Regions from separate parts of the Sus scrofa genome. Here region 2 is linked to region 1. A link is a contact called in public HiChIP or PLAC-seq data. All regions are on one chromosome and are shown on one strand. Each heading gives the region's core, a stretch centred on a gene start, on an enhancer-like site or on the middle of the called end of the contact. The rest is flanking DNA. Distances are from core to core; before and after follow the strand shown. Region 1 holds the start of VHL (von Hippel-Lindau disease tumor suppressor). Region 2 overlaps IRAK2 (interleukin-1 receptor-associated kinase-like 2).

Region 1 (6,746 bases), core at 2,205-4,704:
ATGGCATGAAGATGTTCCTGGGCCAGGGACCGAACTTGAGCCACAGCAGTGACAACACTGGATCCTTAACCCACTGAGCCATCAGGGAACTGCAAGCTTTCCTTCATTTTAATGGCATTGCCATTCTCCAAGATAGTGGAGAAGAGTTTGCTTCAGCCTTTCATATGAGGCAATCTAAGAAACTGAAAATGAGGTTGCTCAGATGAGTGAAAATCATAATTTAAAAAAAATATATATATATATTTTAGGGCTGTACTGGTGGCATAGAGTTTCCTAGGCTAGGCGTTGATTCAGTGCCGTAGCCGCCGGCCTACACCACAGCCACAGCAACTTGGGATCTGAGCTGTGTCTGTGACCTACACCACAGCTCACGGCAACACCGGATCCTTAACCCACTGAGTGAGGCCAGGGATTGAATCCCCATCCTCATGGTTCCTAGTTGGATTGTTTCTGCTACGCCATGATGGGAACTCCTCCAAATTTTTTTTAAATTTTATGGCTACACCTGCAACATGTGGATGTTTCCAAACCAGAGATTGATTTTGAGCTGCTGCTGCAACCTCTGCCACACCTGTGGCAGCCCCAGATACTTTAACCCACTGCACCAGGCTGGGGATCGGAACCCACACCTCCACAGCAACCTGAGCTGTTGCAGTTGGATTCTTAACCCACTGTGCCACAGTGGGAACTCCAAGAATTGTATTTCTAAACTCCTTTACTTGTGGATTTGATTGAGAACAGCTGCCCAGGGGTGTAGCCAAAAACAAACAAAAAAGCCTAACTGTTCCATTCTGCCTGCTATTTCTTTTTTCTTTTCTTTTCTTTCTTCTTCTTCTTTTTTCTTTTTCTTTTTGTTTGTTTGTTTTTTAGAGCTGCACTTGAGGTATATGGAAGTTCCCAGGCTAGGGTCGAATTGGAGCTGTAGGTGCTGGCCTACACCACAGCCATAGCAACTCAGGATCTGAGCTGCACCTTAGACTTCCACCACAGCTAATAGCAACACTAGATCCTTAACCCACTGATTGAGGCCAGGCATCAAACCCGCATCCTCATGGATACTACTCAGATTAGTTTCTGCTGAGCCACAATGGGAACTCCCCCTGATATTTCTTTTAAATGTTAGGTCTGTGGGCTCTGTTAGGTATAGTGCTGGTCTATGGTCATAAATATGTGTCCCTTCTTGGCTTGGGCCATCAGGTGGGTTTTCAGTAAGTGGTAGGCCTGTAAGAGTCCTGGGCTTGGAGGCAGTGAGTATAAAATCAATGAGAAACAGATTTCCTGCTGTGGCCCAGCGGGTTTCAAACCTGACTAGTATCCATGAGGATATGGGTTCAATCCCTGGCCTCACTCATTGGGTTAAGGATCTGGCGTTACCATGAGCCGTGGTGTAGGTCGTAGACACGGCTCGAATCTGGCATTGCTCTGGATGTGGTGTAGGCCTCAGCTACAGCTCCGAATCAACCCCTAGCCTGGGAACTTCCATATGACACAGGTGTGGCTCTAAAAAGAAAAAAAAAAATCAATGAGAAACAAACTGGGTTGGGGAATCAGTGCCTACTGTGGGGTCTGCCCAGTCTCCTCATGGGCCTTGGCCCTGATCTGACACACAGGCTGGGTATTTGTACGATGGGAATTGGGAAGGCAAAACTCAGTTTTTATTCAAAGTACATCTCAGCCATTAACCCCTCTGGGGAAGATCTACCTAATTCTTTTCAGCTCAGCTAGTCACCTTCCACCTGTTCTTTTATAGCTATTAATAAAACATGTTCTACATCTATACTTCAATAAAAAAATTAAAAACAATCTACATGTCCTATACTTTCCCAGGAGCCCAGCAGATTTTGAGGGTAGAGACAGTACTTTACTCCTCTTTATGAATAGTAACTGCCACTTTTTGCTGCTTGCTTTGGGCTAGGCATTGAATACTTCCACTTAGTTCATACTTATAGGACATAGGTACTTCTTAAAAATGCCAATTTCAAATATGAATAATTAAAGTCTCAGAGAATTAAGGAGTTTTGCCCAAGATTGAAGTAAGAGTTTTAAGTAAGGGACACCCCCCACACACACCCCTGCCTTTTCACCTATGCTGGCCTCATACCATCCTTCTTGTAATTCTGTAGCAACTTCATGCCCTATGTCCAAGCTAGCAGCCCTGCTAATAGTGAGTGATCCAAGCATTGCTTATCAGTTTTGCTTCTGCAACCTTGCTTGCTCAGTTTCTTAGGCAGGAACACTGTCTGCTAGGGGAAAGGGGAGGTCCCTGGCTGCTTACATGGAAAGAACAAGACGCTGTATTGTATAAAAGCTGCTGAGACCAAAGACCTGGTGCTCAGACTCTGGAGCCTGAGCTCCTCTGAGCCTGCACAGGGGCTGAATAAACCCTTCTTTTGTCTGCATCTCCAAGTGCCCTTTGTCTCCTTCCGCTGCCAGGGTTTCTGCAATAAGATCACATACTTGAAGCTAAACCTGGAATGAGAACCCAGGTGGGTACGAATTACAGAGTGCAGAGACTGAACTATGAAAATGATTCCCTTTTCAGTTTCCTTTAATCTTTCTAATTATGTCCAGAAAAAAATTGACTTAACAACTAAACACTCAGTATCTAACATCTAACGCCTGGCTGTTTAAGAAGAGTGCAGGCTCAGCGCCTTTACGTTTGTTTAATAGATAAAACCCGGTAACTTGTTTTGAGATTAGTTCCACTGTACCCTTCTATAGTAAATGAATTTCCATTGACTGTAGTGATATTAAATTCCTTTTTGAAGTTCCCACTGTGACCTAACAGGATTGGCAGCATCTCTGAAGCGCCAGGACACAGGTTTGTGGGTTAAAGGATCCAGCGTCGCTGCACCCGCAGTATAGGTCGCAATTGCAGCTCAGATCTGATCTCTGGCCCAGGAACTGCATGCCCAGGTGGCGAAAAAAAAAAAAAAAAAAAATTCCTAAACATGTTTAATTGCTTGCGTATGTGTAGAACAACTTGGAAGGGAAGAACAAAAAAACTGATGATATTTGTTGCCTCCAGGGACCTCTAGGCGGCTGGGGGAAGTGGGATGATAGCTAAATTTTCACTTTATTCTACTTTTCTGTGCAAAATTCGAATTTTGTGACCCAAAATGGAGACAAAAGAGAAAAATGATCAATGAGAAAATTATTAAACAGCGCAGATGTTGGGCAGGATATAACAAAAACCACGAAGGTCTTAAGAGAATGAATGGAGCTAAAGAACGCTGTGCCAAAAACGTATGGGTCGCACATGAATCCAACTTATACGGGAAACCGGGCATCCGGATAGCCAGTGATAGCCTCGGCCTCAGCAAGGTCTCGGCCCCTGCTTAGAGGATGCACCTGCGCATGCGCGCAGCCTCAAACCAGCCATCTTAGGGGGTGTAGCCCACCCTCTCCATCGAGCGCGCGCGAAAACAGCGCGCAGGCCCGGGGACGCGCACGCACGCCCCGCCCCCGCCCCGCCCGGCGAGGCCCGGGTAGTCCAGGCTGTCCGACGTAATGCCCCGGAAGGCTGGGAAGGCGGGGAACGCGGAAGAGGCCCGGGCCGGCGCGGAGGAGGCGGGCGCCGAGTCTGGCACGGAAGAGTCTGACTCCAAAGAGCTGGGCGCCAAGGAGATGGAGGCCGGGCGGTCCCGGCCTGTGCTGCGCTCGGTGAATTCGCGGGAGCCGTCCCAGGTCATCTTCTGCAACCGCAGCCCGCGCGTCGTGCTGCCCGTGTGGCTCAACTTCGACGGCGAGCCGCAGCCCTACCCGACGCTCCCCCCCGGCACGGGCCGCCGCATCCACAGTTACCGAGGTAGGTTGGCCGGGGTCGTCCTGTCGCGCCGGGCCGCGCCGCCGCTTTGTCCCCGTGGGCAGCGAGCGCCTGCCGTCGCCCGTGCTGAGCTGCGCCCAGTGCTCCAGGCCTGATAACAACGGCAACCAACGGTGGCACGTCTCACCGAGTCCCCTCCCGATCCGGGAAGGCAGATGCTATTGTCGTTAGTATTCCCATTTTACCCTTGAGTAACTGAGGCCCCAGAGAGGTTGACGCTGCCAGTACGTGACAGCCCATTGTTCTAAAACTGAATAATTTGCATTTGATGATGGCCACATGTGTATTCCATCCCTGACGCCCATTTGTTCTGTATGTGAAGGGGAGAATCTCATATCCTCTGATGTGCCCAGTGGGCCAGCTCCGCCTCAGATCCCTGCGTTCATGAAGTACATGGTCCAGTGCAGTAGACGAGACAAATGCATAAATAGATAAGAACTAGCCAGTGTCCTAAGTGTTGTGGTTGGAGCAGAGTTCGGCGGGGCACCAGCTCAGAGAAAGGGAGGGGTGTGCGCTTTCGGAGAAGAAAGAGAATTCTGCAGGGTTTGAATGGGATCTAACCAACCGGGTTAGGAGGTGAGAGTAATAGGCAGAGTGAACCTACCACCTGGGGTCTTGGGGAGAGGAGAGGGTATGGAATGGTGGGAGAGGAAGCCTGAAAGTTTACTTTATCCCTGAGAAATGGGGCCATTGAAAGTTTTAAGCAGGGAATGGCGTTGCCAGACATAACACTGAAAAGCTTACCAGGTGGCAAAGTGGTTTGGAGGGGAAAGACTACTGGTAAAGGTTAAGAAACTGTCCTAGTAACCCAGGTGGGGGATATCTAGGCTTTACTGCCCAAGGAGGCAGTCATCTTCCTTGGCTTTCAAGAAGAGAAGTTAATACTTGCTTAATTTTCACTACCTTCCTTGCAAGATTTTTTTTTTTTTTTTTTTTTTTGGTCTTTTTAGGGTCGCACCCGAGGCATATGGAGGTTCTCAGGCTGGGGGTCCAATTGGAGCTGTAGCCACCTGCCTGCACCACACCCACAGCAATTCGGGATCTGAGCTGCCTCTGCAACCTACACCACAGGTCCCGGCAACACTGGATTCTTAACCCACTGAGCGAGGCCAGGGATCGAACCTGCAACCTCGTGGTTCCCAGTCGGATTCATTAACCACTGCACCACAACCGGGAACTCCAGGTCTGATTTGTTTCTGCTGAGCCACTACGGGAACTCCCCTTGCAGGATCTCCATGGATCTTTTTTTCCTTGAGGGTGGTGTACTTAGTAATGCTCTTTAAACTTTTACATCAAAGTTCCCTTAATATCAAATGAGGAAGAGCACAGTTGTGCCAGGCATCAACATTTCTGTAGTCTCCTATTTTTTCTAGGAAATTTTGTGGATTTTGCATCCTTCTCCAAAATTTATTTGTTCCTGATTTAATATAAACATTTCAAAAAAATTACTTCCCGTGCAGACGTACTTAATGTTACTAAACTATACACTTAAGATGGTTAAAATAGTTTTATATTATGTGTATTTTAGTTCAATAAAAAAAATAACTTCCCACTTTACATTTCTTAAATTTTCCCACCAAATCTTCAAGCAAGTTTGTGCCCTAGAAACACATACTGTTTTTATTCTGAGACAAACTCCTCCCTCCTTAAACTGACTCTTAGTCCTGGGGATTTGTCTCCTTTCACTCTCCTTTTTTTTTTGTCTTGTTAGGGCTGCACCCAAGCAAATGGAGGTTCCCAGGCTAGGGGGTCAAATCAGGGCTATAGCTGCCAGCCTACACCACAGCCACAGCAATGCAGGATCTGAACCGTATCTGGGACCTAAACCACAGCTCATGGCAACACCAGATCCTTAACCCAGGGATCGAATCTGCATCCTCATGGATACTGGTTGGGTTTGTTAACCACTCAGCCATGATGGGAACAACTCCTTTTTTTTTTTTTTTTTTTGTTTAAGATGTATTTGTTTTGGGAGTTCCCATTGTGGCTCAGCGGTAATGAACCTGACTAGTATCCATGAAGATGTGGGTTCGATCCCTGGCCCTGTTCAGTGGGTTAAGGATCTGGTGTTGCCATGAGCTGTGGTGTAGGTCGCAGACACAGCTTTGATCCTGAGTTGCTGTGGCATAGGCTGGCAGTTGCAGCTCTGATTTGACCCCTAGCCTGGAACTTCCATATGCCGCTGCAGCCCTTAAAAAAAAAAAAAAGATATATTTGTTTTGTTTCTTAAATTCAGGTGTAATTTACATATAGTAAAATACACAGATCTTAGGGTTTGATGGGTTTTGACAACACCTAGATCAAGTTACAGAATAGAATCTTTCCACCATCCCAGAAAGTTCCCTCCTGCCCCTTTACACTCTTCTGATTTTTCACACCATTGACTAGTTTGATCTCTTCCTGCAGAATGTGTCCTATTCTGTCTGGCTTTTTTCTCTCAACCTCATGTTTTTGTACCTTCCTGTTCTTGAGAAGCACAGATCTGAGGAGTTGATGACCTTTTCTCTGCTTTTAGTTTGCGGCATTGGTGTGATTTGCAGTTCACAGGCTGTGCTTTTGCCCCATGGTAGCAGAAAGGGTGCGGGTTTTGGAGACTTAAGTATTTGATCTTCTGCTTACTGTCCTTTTGTCTTGAGGGAGTCACCTTGCTTTCTCAGACCTTTTTTCCTCATCTGTAACTGGGTCTGTTGTGAGGATTGAGTAAGATAACATTATTGGAAGGGCTAGGTATAGAATTTAAGCAGAACGAGAGGCAAATATTTCAGTGTTAATCTGGGGGAGATGAAGGAAATAGGTGCGTGGCTATATAACCTCGCTTGTCTTAACAGGTCACCTTTGGCTCTTCCGAGATGCTGGGACATCCGATGGGCTTCTAGTTAACCAAACTGAACTATTTGTGCCATCTCTCAATGTTGATGGA
Region 2 (6,746 bases), core at 2,221-4,720, 64 kb after region 1:
CAAGAATATTTTTATTGCTCTTCTTATTCCCCACAATCTGGGCAGGTTCAAGTCCAAAGGATGCTGGCATCTAGAGTCAGCTGGGCCAGAGCTGGGGGTTAGAACAGCTTTGGAAGGAACAGAGCCGACAACCCATGTGCTCATCAGGCTGAGGTTGATCAGGGCTGACATCTGTGGGGATCAGGATGGCTGTACCTCTTTGGCTACCAAATGCCATTTCTGGGGCAGTAGGATAATCTCAGCTCCATCCCCATTTGCTGGCGGGGATGGGCTTCCAATTCCCCCCTCCCCTTATAAAGACTGGCTCATGAACTTGTTGAGGGTCCTCAGTGACTCTGACTTGTTGGCACTGCTCACTAAGTGTTTTTCCTAAAGGGTTTCCATGACAGCCTCTTCTTGTCCACCTGAAAATGAGAAGGTTCTCTGCTTCCTTTCCCACAGCTCCAACGTTTTGCTGGACCAAAACTTCACTCCCAAGCTGGCTCATCCGATGGCTCACCTGTGTCCTGTCAACAAAAGGTCAAAATATACCATGATGAAGACTCACCTTTTCCAGGCCTCAGCTGCATATCTTCCAGAGGATTTCATCAGAGTGGGGCAGCTGACAAAGCGAGTGGATATCTTCAGCTGTGGCGTAGTAAGGGCTTCCCTCTCAGCTTAAATTTGGGCCTGCACACATTTGTCCTTTCCCTGGCTGCTTTGGAAGCACATAACAGAGGGTCTTAGAAATGTTTCATCAAGTACAGAGGAGGTTGGCAAACTATGGCCACAGGTTAGAACTGGCCCAGGGCCTTTTTTTTCCCCCCAGCTTTTGGCTTTTGAGGGCCTCACCCACAGCATCTGGAGGTTCCCAGGCTGGGGAGTTAAATCAGAGCTACAGCTGCCAGCCACAGCCATAGCCATAGCAACTCAGGATCCAAGCTACATCTGCAACCTATACCACAGCTCATGGCAACACTGGATCCTCAACCCACTGAGCGAGGCTGGGGATCGAACTCGCAACCTCATGGTTCCTAGTTGGATTCGTTTCTACTGCGCCATCATGGGAACTCCAGGGCCTATTTTTTGTTTGTTTGTTTGGGGCGAGGATGGGCTGCTCCTGTGCATACAAAGGAATTGAACCTGTGCCATAGCAATGACCTGAGTCACAGCAATGACAAGGCCTAATTCTTAACCTGCTGAGCCACCAGGAAACTCCTGTTGGTCTATTTTTTTTTTCCTCCATGGTTTATTTTGTATGGCCTATAATTAAGAATTTTTTTGGGTTCCTTCTGTGGTACAGTGGGATAAGGATCCAACTGTAGTGGCTACAGTTGCTGGGGAGGCGTTAGTTCAGTCCCTGGCCTGGTGCATGGGTTAAGGGGTCCACTGTTGCCACAGGTACGGCTCAGATTCAATCCCTGACCCAGAAACTTCCATATGCCATGGGTGTGGCCATTAAAAAAAAGTTTTTATGCTTATAAAAGATTTAATCATATTTAATAATAGCAATAATAGTAAAAGAATATGTGACAAAGACTGCTTGTGGCTCGCAAAACCAAAAATATTACTATCTAGCCTGTTAGAGAAAAAGTTTGCCAGCCCTGACATAAAGCTACTCACACATGTCCAGATACCGGTAGGCTACAGGTATCTCCTGACTTCCCTGGTTCACATCCATCGAGCCGTCTAATTGTCTCTCCAATTGTCTGTTCAGCCACACAGCAGCCACCCATCCATTCGGTGTCTGTCTACCCATCCACCCTTCCATCCTGTCACCACCCCCATCCATCATTACTGTGTGCCACGCCCTTGGAAAGTAAATGTAACTAAAACACAATCCCTCCCCCTCGAGTTCATGGCCTGAGTGTAGACCTCCAAAGTAATTTCTATAGCACACAAGTTCCCTGAGAACTCGATAGGTTACATGTGTTTAAAAGATTTTAATGGGAGTTCCCTTGTGGCACAGCAGGTTGAGGATCCGGATTGTCACTGCAGTGGCTTGGGTCGCTGCCCTGGCGTGAGTTCAATCCCTAACGTGGGAACTTGCACATGCTGCACATACAGCCAAAAAAAAAAAAAAAAAGAGGTTTTGACATGTTTAAATAGGTTTGAGAAATGCTGGGTTGAACAAAGCTAAGCAGAAGAAAAGAAAGTGACCACAAAATCAGAGCCTTTAATGTGGTAATGAGCCTTCAACCTGGTAACTGAATTTACCATAGCCCAGCAAACATATGTAGCGTTTCCCAAATTCATTTGACTATGGAACCTTGTTTTCTTCGTATCTCTAAACATCGGAGACCCATAGATCCCAGCCTGGGAAATGCTGGCTGAGAAAAGTGACCTCTGCCAAGAGCCACTAGCTGCGTCTTGGACCTTTTGCCTTTTCTCTTCTCCAGCCTCAAACTCTCCACTTCCTTTCTGTGACCACGGTCTCCTGTCCTCTGCTTCTCCCACTAATGCCCTTCCTCTGAGCCACTTCTGCCCTCAGCCCAACAATGCCAGATTCTGCTTCCCTCTGCCTTTTAGCCCATTGGGCCTTCTGATTTCCTTGCCCTCTAATGCCCCCACCCTCCCCCAGCCCCACTGCCAGGGGCTTGGTGAGTTCAGTAAGGCCAGCCCAGGCTCCTGCTCCTTTGAGAAGTAGGGGAACTGGACCCTAAGGATGCAGGCACTATAGTGTAGAAGAACTTAGGTGCACGGGGTTGCAATTGCTTTCAGCTATGTGACCTAGGGTATCACCTATAATTCTGGGCCTCAGTTTTATCCTCTGTAAAATGGGGGTAATGATACATATGGAGGTAATGTATATAAACTGGTTAGCAGAGTACCTTGCATAGATCAAGATGATGATTATTGTGGTTATTGCAATTATTCCTACCTTCATGCCCTCACTCCTTATTTTTGTTCACTCTTGACTTTTTATTTTTTATTTATTTTATTTTTTGCATTTTTTTAGGGCCGTGGCATATGGAAGTTCCCAGGATAGGGGTCAAATCGGAGCTATAGCTACTGGCCTGCACACAGCCATAGCAACGCAGGATCCGAGCCATGTTTGCGACCTACACCACAGCTCACAGCAGCCTGGATCCCTGACCTACTGAGCAAGGCCATGGATTGAACCCTCATCCTCATGGATACTAGTTGGATTCATTTCCACTGTGCTACAACGGGAACTCCCCAATCTTGACCTTTTAAATCAGCTCATTTGAGTTCCTCCTTCCTTCCTTCTTTCCTTCTTTCACTCACTCAGTGAGTGCCTCCTGGCTCCCTTCAGTCTTTTTCTCAGCTCTGCCACTGATGGATGGTGTGATTTTGAACTTTGGTTCCTCTGTGGAGAGCGCTGTGCTTCTCTGTGGTTTTTTGATGAGCACTAAATGACGTCTGTCAAAGGCCTACCATGTGGAAGGGGCAGAGGAAATGTTTGTTTCTTTCCCCTTAGCTCCCCCTCCCTTGCAGGAGCTGGTCAGGAGTCCCTTTTCAAGGGCCCGTCTGCCCACTGCAAGGGTGCCCTCTGCTGCCCTTTCCTGGCCACTGCCGCCTGTTAGTTACCCTGCAGGCCCTTCCTTTGAGGGCAGAGGATTTCTCAGCAGTACTGTGACCTATTTTCTGACTTTGAGAGAAGTTGTGGGAGGGAGATTTGACACCACAGATGGGGTACTCACTCCCTCATACTTACAACTGCTAGGTCACCATTTACCAGAGAAGGTTACAGGCTCAGATTTTAGTTGCCCAGAGATCACCTAAGCATGTAAGACCCAGAGAATTTGAACCCAGGCCTGACTATAGACTCCTTAGCCAGCATGCTGTTACCTCTGCTGAGAATTCCTGTTCAAAGCAGGTTTCCCGTTTAAGACACAAATCACAGTTGGTCGATTTTGTGGTGGCTCACACTGGCTCAGGGCTGTGCTTTTTTTGGGAACAGATGAATTAACGAGTGGAGGATGTTAGCAAAAGCCTGTGGGTGAAACATGCTGTGGATGTTGCTGAGACTTTCTGTCTAGAATGCTTATCTGCATGTGGTTCCTCCTTTTCCTGAGATTGACATAGCAGTGCCTGCCTACCATTTCTGATGGGTATTAAATGAAATCATCTTTGGGGTTCCCGTCGTGGCGCAGCGGTTAATGAATCTGACTAGGAACCATGAGGTTGCGGGTTCGATCCCTGGCCTCGCTCAGTGGGTTAAGGATCTGGCATTGCCATGAGCTGTGGTGTAGGTCGCAGATGCGGCTCGGATCCCGCGTTGCTCTGGTGTAGGCTGATGGCTACAGCTCCGACTGGACCCCCAGCCTGGGAACCTCCATATGCCACAGGAAGCAGCCCTAGAAAAGGCAAAAAGACAATAAATAAATAAATAAATAAATAAATAAATAAATGAAATCTTTATAGTGTGGGTGTATGTATATATAGTTAGATAGATAGATAGATGTATAGTGTATGTGTGTGTGTGTGTGTGTGTGTGTGTGTGTATAAAGAGAGAGAGAGAGATGTATTTATCTGTCTATCTGATACACACACATTTGGTTTTCATCCTCCGTGCCTTGCTATCAATTAATTCAAACCTTCTCCTGTCAGCTGAGTGGCATGTTTAGTTGGAAGAGGGATTTAGTGATGTTCCCATGTTCCAGATTTTGGGTAAATGTCTATGCTGGCAAATGGGAGAGCCAGGCCTAGAGCTCAGGCTTTGTTCCCAAGAGGAAGCCTCTCTCTGGGCCAGAATCTCCTATCTAAACTTGTGCATGGGTGTCTGCCCCATGCTGACTCTGTGTTCTCTGCAGGTGTTAGCTGAGGTGCTCACTGGCATCCCTGCTGTGGATACCGCCCGAAGCCCGGTTTACTTGGTAAGACAACCCAGTGCTTGTGGTTCGAAGCTGTGAAGGGTGGAGGGGTGGGCAGGCAGGGACCTCTACTGTACCCATTTTACAGATGCCAATGAGGCCTGGTCCAGGGTTTGATTTGCCCCTGTGCAAAGTCGCGATAACCTCCCCACTTTGCGAGCCAACCAGTAAATACTTTTTCTTGATAATGGAGTTTAGAATGTTTGGGGAAAATCTGTTTTTTCTCTCTATATGTCAGGCAATCAAATAGGGTTTGTCTTTACACTGGTAAAAGTTAATTTCAGCCCTTTAATAAAAACAATAACTTCTGGAAGTTCCCATGTGGCACAGCAGGTTAAGGTGTTGCTGCAGCTGTGGTGCAGGTAGTAATAGTCCTTGGCCGGGGAACTTCCATGTGCAGTGGGTCCCCCCCACCCCCAAAAAGACTATATAATCATATAGACCATGGAATACCATGAAGTTATTTATAAAAAAAAAACCTTTATGGGAGTTCCTGTCATCGCTCAGCAGTAGTGAACCCTACTGATGTCCATGGGGATCCAGGTTTGATCCCTGGCTTTCCTCAGTGGGTTAAGGATCCAGCACTGCCGTGAGTTATGGTGTAGGTCACAGATATGGCTCAGATCTGGCATGGCTGTGGCTGTGGTGTAGGCCAGCCGCTGCAGCTCTAATTCCACCCCTAGCCTGGGAAACTCCATGTGCCATGGGTGCTGCCCTAAAAAGACAATAAATAAATAAACAAATAAAAAAATTTAAAAACCTTTATAAATATGTTTGTAAATACTTACAATGAGGATAAAGTATATAATATGATAAATTTTGACATACATGTATATTTGTGATGTCATCACCAAAACAAGATGGTGATGGGAGCTCCCTGGTGGTCTAGGGATTAGAATTTGGTGCTTTCACCACTGCAGCCCTGGTTCAATCCCTGGTCTGGGAACTGAGCTCCCACATCAAGCCATGGCACTGCAGCCAGAAAGAAATAACAAAAAAATCCCCCAGAACCCCAACAAGATAATGGCCATGACTACTACCCAAGAAGTTACCTCTTTTCCTTTGTCACCTCCCCTCACAGCCCTCCCCACCCCAGCTGTCCCCTGTAGCCATCTGTCTGCTTTCTATCACTGTACAGCTGGACAGAAGTTGCCATTTTCGAGGTGCACCCGTGCTCTCTGTGTGTCAGGAGTTCATTTCTCAGGGCCCTGAGTGATGTTCTGGTTCATGGATATACCCCAATTTGTCCATTCACCTGTGGGTGACATTTGGGGTGTTTGACCATTACAAATAATGCTGCGACCTTTGTGTGGAGGCCTCAGCGTGGACCCGTGTCCATTTCTGTCACGGTGTAAGTCACACTTTCGAGATGTACACGATGGTATGGTTTTGACAAATCTAGACAGTGGCATAACCATCACCAGAGTCAAGATATGGAATATTTCTGTCATTCTAGAAAATTCCCTCATACCCCTCTATACTCAGTGCTCTCTCCCCACATCCAGCCCCTGGCAGCTCCTGATCTAGTTTCTGTCCGTGTAGTTCTGTCCCTTCTGGAGGGTTGTGTAAGTGGAATCACAGAGCCCATGCCTGTTGCTTTCGGGCTCCTTCCACTTGAAGGCATGATGCCTTTGATGTTCATCCATGTTGTGTGTATCAGTGGCCCTTCCTTTTACTGCTGGCGAGTGTTCCATTGTATGGATGTCTGACCATTTGTTTATCTCTTCACCACTTGCCAGATAAGTGGCTTGCTTCCATGTCCTGGCAATTCTAAATAAAGCTGACTTAAACATTCTTATTTTTAAAAAACAAAACAAAACAAAACAAAACAGGGAGTTCCCTCTGTGGCACAGTGGGTTAATGATCCGACTTGTCTTTGTAGCCTTGCTGGTTTGATCCCCAGCTTGGCACGGTGGGTTAAGGATCCAG

The links. HiChIP or PLAC-seq counts read pairs in DNA pulled down with a chosen protein or histone mark.
Region 2: a contact with region 1 is called in an H3K27ac HiChIP or PLAC-seq map of alveolar macrophages. The contact joins the enhancer-like site here to the promoter of VHL in region 1. A contact is called at or near these places in 10 of 47 Hi-C or Micro-C datasets (adipose tissue, blood, embryonic fibroblasts and 4 more) and 1 of 2 datasets of contacts at active chromatin or transcription factors (alveolar macrophages).

Annotation. Positions count from the first base shown.
Region 1 is chr13:66,331,081-66,337,826 of Sscrofa11.1, forward strand. It overlaps VHL (von Hippel-Lindau disease tumor suppressor), which reads left to right and starts at 3,455. Exons shown (of 3, transcript XM_003483214.4): 1 at 3,455-3,808; 2 at 6,655-6,746. The coding sequence starts at 3,511.
Region 2 is chr13:66,395,386-66,402,131 of Sscrofa11.1, forward strand. IRAK2 (interleukin-1 receptor-associated kinase-like 2) reads left to right here. Exons shown (of 13, transcript XM_021069319.1): 9 at 442-637; 10 at 4,758-4,820. Among named protein-coding and RNA genes, the nearest start is that of TATDN2, 23 kb to the right of the region's middle. Within about 2 kb of position 3,471, at least 16 of the 83 cell types and tissues checked have an H3K27ac peak or open chromatin away from gene starts, as enhancers often do. A contact at or near this core is called in adipose tissue, alveolar macrophages, embryonic fibroblasts and 1 more, where this site is marked.